2 separate regions of the Mus musculus genome follow, and region 1 is linked to region 2. A link is a contact called in public HiChIP or PLAC-seq data. All regions are on one chromosome and are shown on one strand. Each heading gives the region's core, a stretch centred on a gene start, on an enhancer-like site or on the middle of the called end of the contact. The rest is flanking DNA. Distances are from core to core; before and after follow the strand shown.

Region 1 (5,491 bases), core at 1,964-4,463, 42 kb after region 2:
TAATGATGTCTGTTCTCAATAATCTGGTTAATCCAAATGATATTAACTTTTCCTACTATTCTTCATTCTCATTTTTATGTTTCTTGATTGCTAAAAGTAAAAGTAATGCTATGCTCACTGTTTAAGTAATTGTTTCAAATTACCTTTTTATGGTATTATCAGCTTGTAGGCATTAATTTCTCTAATTGTCTGGCAGTAAATCTCTTATCTGGCATTTAATCTTGCCTCCCTGGGAAAACCAGACCTTACCACAGAGTAAATTTTCACATTGCTGACCTGAAGTAACAGGAGACTGTCTTGGCAGTGAACCTTTGCTTTCTGTTATTCATAGGAAGGATAATGATGTACTCTGTTGCCTGGAGGCCCTAGTTAAACTCCGGTAATAAGTAACGTCTAAATATTGTTTGCAAAGCTCTGCACTTGGAAATTCCAGGATGATAATTGCATTGACATATTATTTTTGTTTCTTTTTGGAAAGCACAAAAAAAAAATACAGTTTTTTAAAATTTCTGCTACTTTGGAAGGAAATCTTAGTTCTGTCAGCCTGACTTCAGAACCATGATTCTCAAGCTGTGGGTTGCAACCCTTTTGGGGAAATCACATCAGATAGCCTGCATATCAAATATTTACATTGCAGTTCATAACAGTAGCAAAATTACAGTTACAAATTTTGAATTCATATGAAGTAGCAATGAAATAATTTTTATGGTTGGGGTTCACCACAATATAAGGAACTGTATTAAAGGCTAACAGCATTAGGAAGGTTGAGAACCACTGTTTTAGATGACACACACAGTAACCTAAAAGTGGTCATTATGAAGTTTTATTACTAAATATTCTCTCTCGCTCTCTCCCCCCACCCATAATATTACTCTCGAGCACATACCCATGGCTAGGAGATGCCATCAGTTGGGTGTCCTAATAGCCCTCTGTTTTATTCCCTTGACAAAAGGTTTCCTGAAGCGAGTCACATGGCCATTAAGCCTCAGTAATTGCCCCCGCCCCCAGCTTTGGAGTTATAGGAGCGCATAAGCCCACACCCAGCTTTTATATAGATGCTAGGGTTTGAAATCAGGTTTCATTTTTGTAAGACCTGCATATGTATTTTTATCTGCTGTGCCATCTCCTCAGGCTCAAATTCTCCATTTTTTTAATGTGTAGAAAGCTCAAGATTAGAACCTGAAGTGAAGCTCACAGATTCTTAATAATAAAGAAAAATACATTTTTTCTAGAGATAGAGTTCCTAAACATTTGTTGCTAATGTGAAAAAGAATGTCATACTGTTATTATTTTGTAGAAAGTATAAGATGTAATTTCTTAAAATAATATAAAAAGATAAGTCTAAATTTTCTGATAACTCTACAAGTCTATGATTTTATCTACTACTCTGTGGTCTTGTTAATACAAAAAAAAATTCATGTGCCAATTTTGAGGCCTGTGCTTGAATGGTTTTAAACAGGTATTTTATAATATCTCTATAATGTGAAATTTTCCAGTTAATTAAAAATTTGCTACATGTAAAAATCCTTTGGGACTAGAGATGTAGTTCAGTTGGTAGAGCACTTGCCTTGCCAACTTCCTCTAGAAGGCTCTGGGTTCAAATTCTAGCACCACAGGCAATGAGATGTGGTGGGACTTTCTGTACTCCGTGAATTTGAGAAGTAGAAGAAGGAGGCTCAAGCTCACTATCCTTAGCTGTAGAGTCAGCCTGGACCTCATCAGACCATGTTTCAAAACTGCAAAGTTTGACAGTGCTGCTGCAATGCCTTCTCTTAAATGTTTGCTCTCTGTGTCTTCCTGTAGTGTTTAAAAAAAAGTATTATAAGATTTTTTTCAGTGTCTATTTAGAATATTTCAATGTAAAGCTAAAAAAATTTCTCATTGTTTTATACTTAATTGGTAATATTTGTCAAATTATTCATGTATTTCATTATTTTGAAATATGATACTTTATTTTCAGAGGGAAATTGGGCTAACAATGATGAAAGAAATTTAACTTTTAGAATTTTCGTGTTCTTGATATAGCAACTTGTCACCAGATTTAGTTTAGAAAAATCCCAGGTTTCTAATTGTAGAGTAAACTACAAAGATCATGGCCTGCTTAGCTGTTATTAGTTGAAATTATTTTTTAGAAATTATAGGGCAGTAATGCTAATTATTGTTAAAATTCCTCTAGATACATAGATAGGTTTTTGGAAAAAGAACAGAAAACTTCGGTGCATATTAAGTATCTCAATATGAGTGTATAGAGAACCAGATCTCAGTGTTTATGGGAAAACAAACAAAAAACCCCTAAAGAACATTTTGAGAAATTTGGAAACACAAAGCTAGAAGAAAGGTAAGTGCACACATGAAATTTCAAGTCTATGGTGGCCCTGTTGAAGACAGAAGAACATAGCCTTCGTGGTGATAAATGTGCGTGGAGACTGTCAGCCAGTGAGCCCAGAAACTTTCTGTCCCCTGCAGACTGATGAGGACAGTTAGATAGTACCTCACGGAGCGTTGAATACTGCAGTTTGGGATTATTTATGAAATTAGTCTCGGTTCCTCTTAACATATCTATTGTTAGTGTTTTCTCCTTCAGCCTTTCTATTCCATGTGTTTACTGCTCCAATTGTGGAGTGAACCTGGGAGAGCAGAGCAGAACCTAAGAAATAGGCGGACTGAAGTCTCATGCAGTGGCCAACTTTATTCAGAGCATCAGATAGCTTATGCTGAGGATTAAGAAGAGTCACCTGAGTAATGTCCAATCACAAGGGCAACCTGCATGTAGCAAAAACAGGATTTTCTTTGTGAAGGGACATAAACAAATAATAGCCAGCTGTAATGAATAATCTGAATTAATCTCACCTCTATCCAGTACACCTGGGAGGGGCATGAGAGCTCTTGTCAAGAACAATTCCATGATTTGAAGAAACAGAGATCACAAGATTTTCGTCTTATTTCTTAAGAGTTTTCTTGTGAACACTCGGGATTCTCCTCACACAACTCCATTCTTAGACCGTGTTCCCACACGTGAGTACTTGATGTTCCAAAAAGTACTGTGACAGATAAAAGAAACTTAACCATGATCTCTTCTTTCTTCCCTACTAGATAGGATATAGATCTCGATATAGATTGCTCTTTATTTGCCAGCATCAGTCACACTTGTGTGACTAAGTGACTAAGCTCTCTTGTGCTCATTGTGAGCAGAGCAGGTTAACCTTTGCTCAGCCTGGCCAGGCGTACTTCACACATGGGCTTCTTGCAGTTCTTTCATCCTCTCCTTGATGGACTGCGGCAGTCATTCAGTGTGCTGGGTTTGAGTACTGCAGAAAGCAGATTGCCTGGAGCACACATTTAATCCTAGTCCTAGAATATTCTTTCTGGATCCATAGGTGACAGAGAAATGAACTCTTTTCTCTGTAGGCAAGCTAATTATTATATTTGAAAATTGAGACTTAAGTGACTAACTGAAAAAGTCAGCTGTCATTTCTAAAATTAACTTTTATTCTCCTATATAATTGTCATCTCAGAGGCTTACTGCTGAATAAACTCACCCTTTCTAGTTCTTTCTGAACTCTGGCTAGCTGGTTTAACTCAGCTATTCTGGCTCAAACTCCAGTTTTGTTTTGTTTTGTTTTTTTCTCTCAGCTTTTTACTAAATTGCTCTGCTTGGCCTCATACTAACTTTGGCAATCTCTTCTAATCTTCTGGCCCCTTCTCATTCTCTGGCTTGCCTCTCTTCAACAGTGTCTCGCTTGTTCTCTCTGGCACCTGTTTGTCAAACTGAGGCAAAAACTACCTCTCAATTAGACATCACTTTCAAATCTGGCTGCTTCCTTTTACCACCTAACCTTAGCTACATTGTTTGGTTTGATTAAAAGTGTGTACAAAGGGTGTGTCTGCATTCCAACTGGATTACAGAAACCTCGAAGGTCTTTGAACATAATCCCTTACCAGAGCAGCCATGTTGCTGGATTAAAATACCTCTAAAATCATTGGAAAAGGAGATGATTTTTTAATTTCTTATTATTTTAATGTATTCTCTGATATATTACATCCCTACCAAAACTTCTCCTCCCTCCAACCCACACCACCTCCATCCCCCTCCCCCACTTCTTTCCTCCCTGTCTGCTGCTCTTCTGTTTCCCTTCAGAAGAGGGCAGATCTCCCAGGAATATCAGCCAAACATATCATATTAAGTTGCAATAAGATGAGGCACCTTACCTCATACTAAGGTTGGATGAGGCAACCCAGTAGAAGGATAAGGGTCCCAGAAGCACTAACAGCATTAGGAACAGCCCTACTCCCTCTGTTACAAGTCCCATAAAATACCAAGCTACACAACTGTAACATACACAGGCCCAGGTGTGAGCTATGCAGGCTCCCTGATTCTTAGTTCATTCTCAGTGAGCCACAGTGAAACCAGGTTTGTTGTTTCTACAGCAAGCCAATGGCCAACATCAAATTAAATGAGGAGAAACTCAAAGCAGTTTCACTAAAATCGGGGACAAGACAAGGCTGTCCACTCTCCACATCTGTTCAATATAGTGCTTGAAGTTGTAGCTAAAGCATAAAACAACTAAAGGAAACAAAGGGGATACAAACTGGAAAGAAAGGAGTGAAAGTATTGCTCTTTGCTGGTGATAAGATAGTATACATAAATGACCCCAAAAATTCTACCAAGGAACTTCTACAGCTGATAAACACCTTCAGCGAAGGTGCTGGATAAACAGGCAGGGAAACAACACCCCTCACAATAGCTACAAATAATATAAAGTATCTTGAGTAACTCTAACCAAATGAAAGACCTGTATATATGACAAGAACTTCAAGTCTTTGAAGAAAGTATCAGAAGAGAGAAAGATCTTCTATGCACATGGGTTGGTAAAATTAACATATTAAAATGGCCATCCTATCAAAAGCAATCTAAAGATTTAGTGCAATCCCCATCAAAATTCCAACACAGTTCTTCATAGACCTTGAAAAAACAATACTCACCTTCATATGGAAAAACAAAATAAAAATCCTGGATAGGTTTTATTTAACTCTCTCAGCTTGACTAGTTCACCTAACTGCCTACCTATAAGTCCAACTTCACCACAAACACTAAGACCAGTAGAAATATTTAAAGAGTGAGTTAATTGATCATGAGGCCACTTAAACATTGCTGATGGAACTGATCCCTGTGATCCAGTCCTTCCTAGTTTTATATCTAAAGGAAGTTATACTAATTTTCCAAGGACTAAATTCCTTCTTCCCGACCCAGGCTGCGCGTGTCTTGATCCACTCATCTCTGAAGCAGCCTGCAGCAATTTGCATGCTGCCGAGCCTCTGAATGTCACGTGTCCTGGATGGGCTCCAGAGCCAATTACGTCATACGCTCCCCCTTCCAGCCCTCCTGTTCTGCTGTTTCATTCCCTGTAACTGCTTCTAAGACCCTTTGTGAAGCTGCTTCTGTATGGTGCCAACTTCAACCCCCTCCAAGTTAAGTTGAAATTTGTCTTTT
Region 2 (5,271 bases), core at 1,953-4,452:
GGCCTTTTCTTAAATCATAATAAACAGGTGAGTCAATCCACAATGCAACCACATCAGACAAATCTAGGGAGAATAAAGGGAAAAGCTTTAAAGGACTATGTTTGATCTCAGGCTACACTTTTTTCTCAAGGAATGATTCTATGTTTACGTGTCAGGCAAAGTCTTCCGTCTATACTACTGTACAGAAAAACTCTGCTAGAGAGAGTCAGGGAGCTCAGGTAGGGTATTCTTTTAGCCTTACTGAGAACTCTCTGTTAATGTTCATTTGATATAGTTTTAAGTTTTTAAGTATCTGAGCTTTTATTGGTTATGTTCAGATTAGTATAGCATTATTTTAGTGGTATTTAATATCTTAAATAGTCATCCTTGAGGGCTTTTTTTCAAATATTTAATTATCACAGAAGTGAGTTTTTTAAAGGGTGGGGGATATCATTTAATACTTAGCTACTAAGGCACTAGTAAAAGGAGAATTGAGAAGCACACAGTGTTGCACACATTAAGTATGACCTTATCCCTTACCCTCTGGCAGTCATAGTGTCCAGACCACTCAGAGCACTGGAAGGTATAAAGAGACTGTTCCTTTACTTTCACATACTAATAAGGGTTCTTTTATGTAACAGTGAGTATTTTTTTTCTCTATAGAGTCTCTCACTAAAACATGACTTAAGCCAACACAGAAACAAAGTCATATTTTCCTAGACATTCAAAATATAAGCTTGACGGTATATTAGTAAGAATACGCCACACCCATTCCTAAAGGATCAGGTTTCAGTACAGCTCCCTGAATCTCACCCCATCTTCTAGTAGTCACCAATCTCTTCCAATAGAATCTGTCTTCCAAGGAGACAGAACACAGTGGAAGAGATACCACCTACGTTACAAGAGGCTTAGAGGAAGCATTTCCTTACCCCGTTGGTATCTGGCAGAAAAGTCAGATGTTGCCTACAGCCCACCTTTAACTTCTGGCTGCTTTGCCTGAAAGTGTTAGCGCAATTGGGGGCAGGGGGTGAATTTTTTAATGTAATGAGTACAGTACTCTTCTTAAAGAAAGAAAACTAGACCAGCTGGTGTCAGGCAAATTCTTTAGAATCATAATGTCAGCCTCCTCCATTTAAAAAAAAGAAAAAGAAAAAAAAGAAAAACACTTTCCAAAAGTGACCCCAGGTTGGCCACTAGGTCATAGCACTCTTGACTCATTGTCAGTGGGAATTTGGAATGGATCAGTGAGAGCTGCAAACACGTGGGGATTTTTAAAAGTCAGTTTTCTAAGCCCTTAAGTGCTGCCAAATGACCACCACATGCCGCTCCTCCCATCTAAGGTTACACATGCTTCCCCAGCGGAGATTTACACTTCGACAAAGTTTTAATGAGCACTGCAAGTGCACAAAGAAATGGGAGTGGAAGAAGAAGAAGAGGAAAACGAGACCAGGAAGAGCCACTACGAAATGAGATGCTCTGGAAATATCATACTGAAAAAGAAAGATGTGTGTCGCGATTCCTCATGATGCTGACAAATAAAAGACACTATGTTGTGTGTGTGTGTGTGTGTGTGTGTGTGTGTGTGTGTGTGTTTTTTTTTAAATAAAATGACACCCTTTAATGACATCACAGGTTAGATAAGGAAAGTCCCTTGAGTGTGTTAGCAGGTTAATTGACGAAAAATGTAGCCACAGGGAAAGTATCCTGGGATATTAGGATCAGAAAGCACCTTTAGCAAACTATCTGATTTAACCTGACTTGTCTGTTGTGCGGGCCAGAAAGCAAGACTCACACTGAGGGGGGCACTTGCTAGCTACCTGGCTGGCTGGGGAGTCATTAAGACTAGATACTTTACTGATCTAATCTAGAGTCCCTTCATCCTATTAACCCCTTCTGCTCCCGGGCATTGCTGTTGTATGTAGAAAAGATTCTCTGTGTTCCCAGCCATATCTTCTTTCGCTTCCCCCATTTCCTCTTACCTAAGGTCAATACCAAGATCTCTGCTTTCCAGTTTCGCAATTTCTAAAGAGAATCTTGGCCAGGTGGGCATGCTCAGTCCTTCTCCCTCCTCCCTTGCTCCATCTCCTTCACTCTCCTCCCCAAACCAGAACAGAGAACTGCAGCCAGGCAGACCTCTAAGTAGACACGTGAAGATTCACATCCTGTTTAAGAACCATCCCTTCGGAGAGAGACAGGGGCAGAACTAGCTGCATAACTGCGGGGCATGTTTTAAGAACTGGGATGCTTCCCGTTACTAATTTTCAAAAAGGTAGCCACAGAACTGCAAGTGTGGAAGGAAGAGAACTCTGAATAGGGACCTCCTAAAATAATAAAATTGACTGTGAAGGAAGGAGTGCAGGCAAGGTTGGGGGACAGATCATGGTTCCTAGTCCAACACTTTGTGCCCCAGGCAGTAGAGCAAACAGAGCAGCATTGTACCAGGAGTGAGGGACCCATCCGCCCTTTCTCCCTCTCCCCACCCTCCACCCCCTGCACCTAGAGTTGCTCTCCTGCATGGCAGGACAATTTCTCACACGCCCTGAGCCCGGGACCTTGCACCCCAAATGTCTAGAGGCTCAGGTTAGCACACAGCTCCCGCTCATTCCCTTCTGCCAGGGTGGTGGTGGGAGGCGAGAAGAGGAAGAGGAGGAGGCGGGGGTTGAGGGCGTAAGGGCGGGATGCTTGTACCTACCGAAGAGACTGTGATCCTGCCGGGTGCCCTGCACGGTGCCGTCGGGCAGGATCTGCAGGTGGAAGCCGGTGCGGCAGTAGAGCTGCCGGCGGCGCAGGATGCCGTGCAGGTGCGCCAGCTCCACGGAACCGGGCCCGCCGCGGGCGCCCCTCTCCAACGCGCCCCGCCGCTCCCCTAACAGCGGTGGCCTCTCCCCTGCAGGAGGCAGCAAGAAGTGCGACCCCACCTGCTGGCTCAAGCCCTCCAGGCCGCCCAAGAAAGCCCCGACTTCGGTCAAGGGAGCCATGGACGGGCCGGACAGGATGACTGAAATTCCAGAAAACAGGAGACTTCCCTCTGCACCGCCAATAAAAAGTGTAGCAAGGGTGGCGAGGCGAATGCAGAAAAATTATAGCCAAATAGGTACCAAAAAAGTTAAGGCTGGGTTACTCCTGTGAGGTCCCTGTGGGGACGGTGCAGTGCACCCTCTTAGATTGATCTTCTCTCCTTGGGTAGGAGGATGCTGGCTGCTGGCCTTGCAGAAACATCTAGAGCTGAGGCTGCTGATTTGGGGCTGGAGCTGGGGGCTGAGGCTCCAGCTCAGCAAACTGATCAGATCAGAGTCCTGTGTACATACACTCCCGGTATATATGCGGGTCCTCTTGACATATGCTAATCAAGTCCTTTCATGCGCGCCGGGGAGGTTGGTTTTGTTTGAAATCTTAAACCAGCCTCCTCTCTCTCTACACGTTGTGCTCCTCGGAAGTGACTAAAACGGAGCACTTGGAAAACTCTTTCCTTGCACTAGGCCAAAGTCAGTCAGCTAGCAAATTCGGGGAGGCTCAGCCAACAACCTGGTATACTACGTTGTCTCTGGGACAACCATGATGTTGTTTAGCCGCTGCTGAACAAACAACCACCTTTGATGTGAGCTCATTTACAGAGATAGATAGCTGGGAGAAGGAGCCCAACTTGAAGAATACTGAAGAGAGTGGGGGGGGGGGCGTACAGAACCGGAGATGAGTGGGAGGAGAAAAATGAAGGCGCTAGAGAATTGGACTCCTTGGAGCTGCTGGGAGCCTGCAGTGGACAGGTGCAAAGAAAAGCAAGGAGGAAGAAGGGGAAAGGGCGTTACCTGAGGCTTAGACCTGCCCAGACACACATGAAAGGAAAATCAAAGCTTTGACAGTTTAACTCACTAATTTTAAAACACTAATAAAATGTACAAGCATTACTCTTTTCTTTTATCATTTAGATGGGGGATTTTCTTTACATAATCAAGCTTAGGGTAGAAACGCCTTGCCCCCCCCCCACCTCAAGTTCTCTTTAATGTTTATCTTAACTCAGCAAATGATATAACCAGGATTCCCTTATGTCTATGGAAATGATAAATTGTGTGTGGAGGTCCTGGGCTCATTAGAATAGTCAAATAGCACAATATAATCATGAGGGGGAGGGGAGCGAGAACAGTCCACTCAAGTAGGCTCGCTCACATTCTTATAATTTGCTATGAATGAAAAAATACTATCTACAATAGTGAAATAAACGATAGCTGCTTCTGTACCCTTATCCAATCTAAGAACATTTCCTTTTGTCTTAGCTGTAGCTTCCTAGAAGCTAACCCTTTTGTTGTTTGTTGTTGTTGTTGTTGTTGTTAAGTTCACACTTCAAGTATAAAAATCTCAAAATAACTAGCCAGAAATAATTTTGGTTCTTGATGAGTATCAGAGATTTCAAAATTACTGGTAAGCTTTAGGAGTTCCTACTCATACTTGTAAAATAAATAAATTGGCCTGAGGGAGTTAGATATGTGTTAAAACTTATATAGATATATGTTAGTTATATGTTAAAACTTTGTTCCACTGGCTGGCCTAGGGAAATCCATAGGTGGCTGAAAAATTGAGAATCACTGGTCAGATGTATTCTTTTCCTGCGCATAGGGTTTCAAAGACTGGCTTAAGATTAGAATTTCCGTCTTGTTTTGTGCCCTATTCAGAAAAAGCCTAAACTTGTGAGTTCAAATGGATTTGACTGGTTTATTTTATTTTCTCTGAAAGCTGGCTCTTCCTCGTCCCTCCCTCCCTCCTCCTCCTCATCTTCCTCCTCTTCCTCCTCCTCCTTCTCCTCCTCCCCTTTTCTCCTTCCCCTTCTCCCCCTCCTCCTCCTTCTGCTTTGGATAATTAATTGGCAGGTGCTTTAAAAGAGGTAAAGTTACACTTTTTTGTCACCACAGGTCTAACTACTGACCCTTGTGGAACCAGGTTATAAAAGAGACCTTAAAATAAGTGATTTACTGTTGATAGATGCAGAATAAAACAAAAGCCCAGGCTAAAAACAACAAGCAGATCAATTACTTTAGAAACATATATCAATAAGTTTCTTCTAAAGGATGCACCAGGTAGATGTCATATTATTTTACCTTTCAAATAACCGCAGCCTGTTTTGTGGTGGGACCCCCAAATCCACCCCAATCAAGATTTCAAAGCACATCTGTGTAAACACTATCACATCAGTGTAAAGCATCAACCAATGAGCTTTCACTTTGAACCAAATCTTCTTAATTGCAGTGTTAAATCAAAGAAAGTTAGATCAAAGTTGTGTGAATCTCATAGCGGGATAAC

What was found. HiChIP or PLAC-seq counts read pairs in DNA pulled down with a chosen protein or histone mark.
Region 1: an H3K27ac HiChIP or PLAC-seq map of embryonic stem cells shows a contact between it and region 2, with 6 read pairs. The contact joins the enhancer-like site here to the promoter of Fgf20 in region 2. A contact is called at or near these places in 7 of 484 Hi-C or Micro-C datasets (embryonic fibroblasts, embryonic stem cells, forebrain and 4 more) and 1 of 115 datasets of contacts at active chromatin or transcription factors (embryonic stem cells).

What each region holds. Positions count from the first base shown.
Region 1 is chr8:40,326,013-40,331,503 of GRCm38.p6, forward strand. All of the region lies in intron 1 of Micu3 (mitochondrial calcium uptake family, member 3), which reads left to right. Among named protein-coding and RNA genes, the nearest start is that of Micu3, 21 kb to the left of the region's middle. Within about 2 kb of position 3,214, at least 15 of the 459 cell types and tissues checked have an H3K27ac peak or open chromatin away from gene starts, as enhancers often do. A contact at or near this core is called in embryonic stem cells, where this site is marked.
Region 2 is chr8:40,283,751-40,289,021 of GRCm38.p6, forward strand. It overlaps Fgf20 (fibroblast growth factor 20), which reads right to left and starts at 3,203. Exons shown (of 3, transcript NM_030610.2): 1 at 2,672-3,203. The coding sequence starts at 2,957.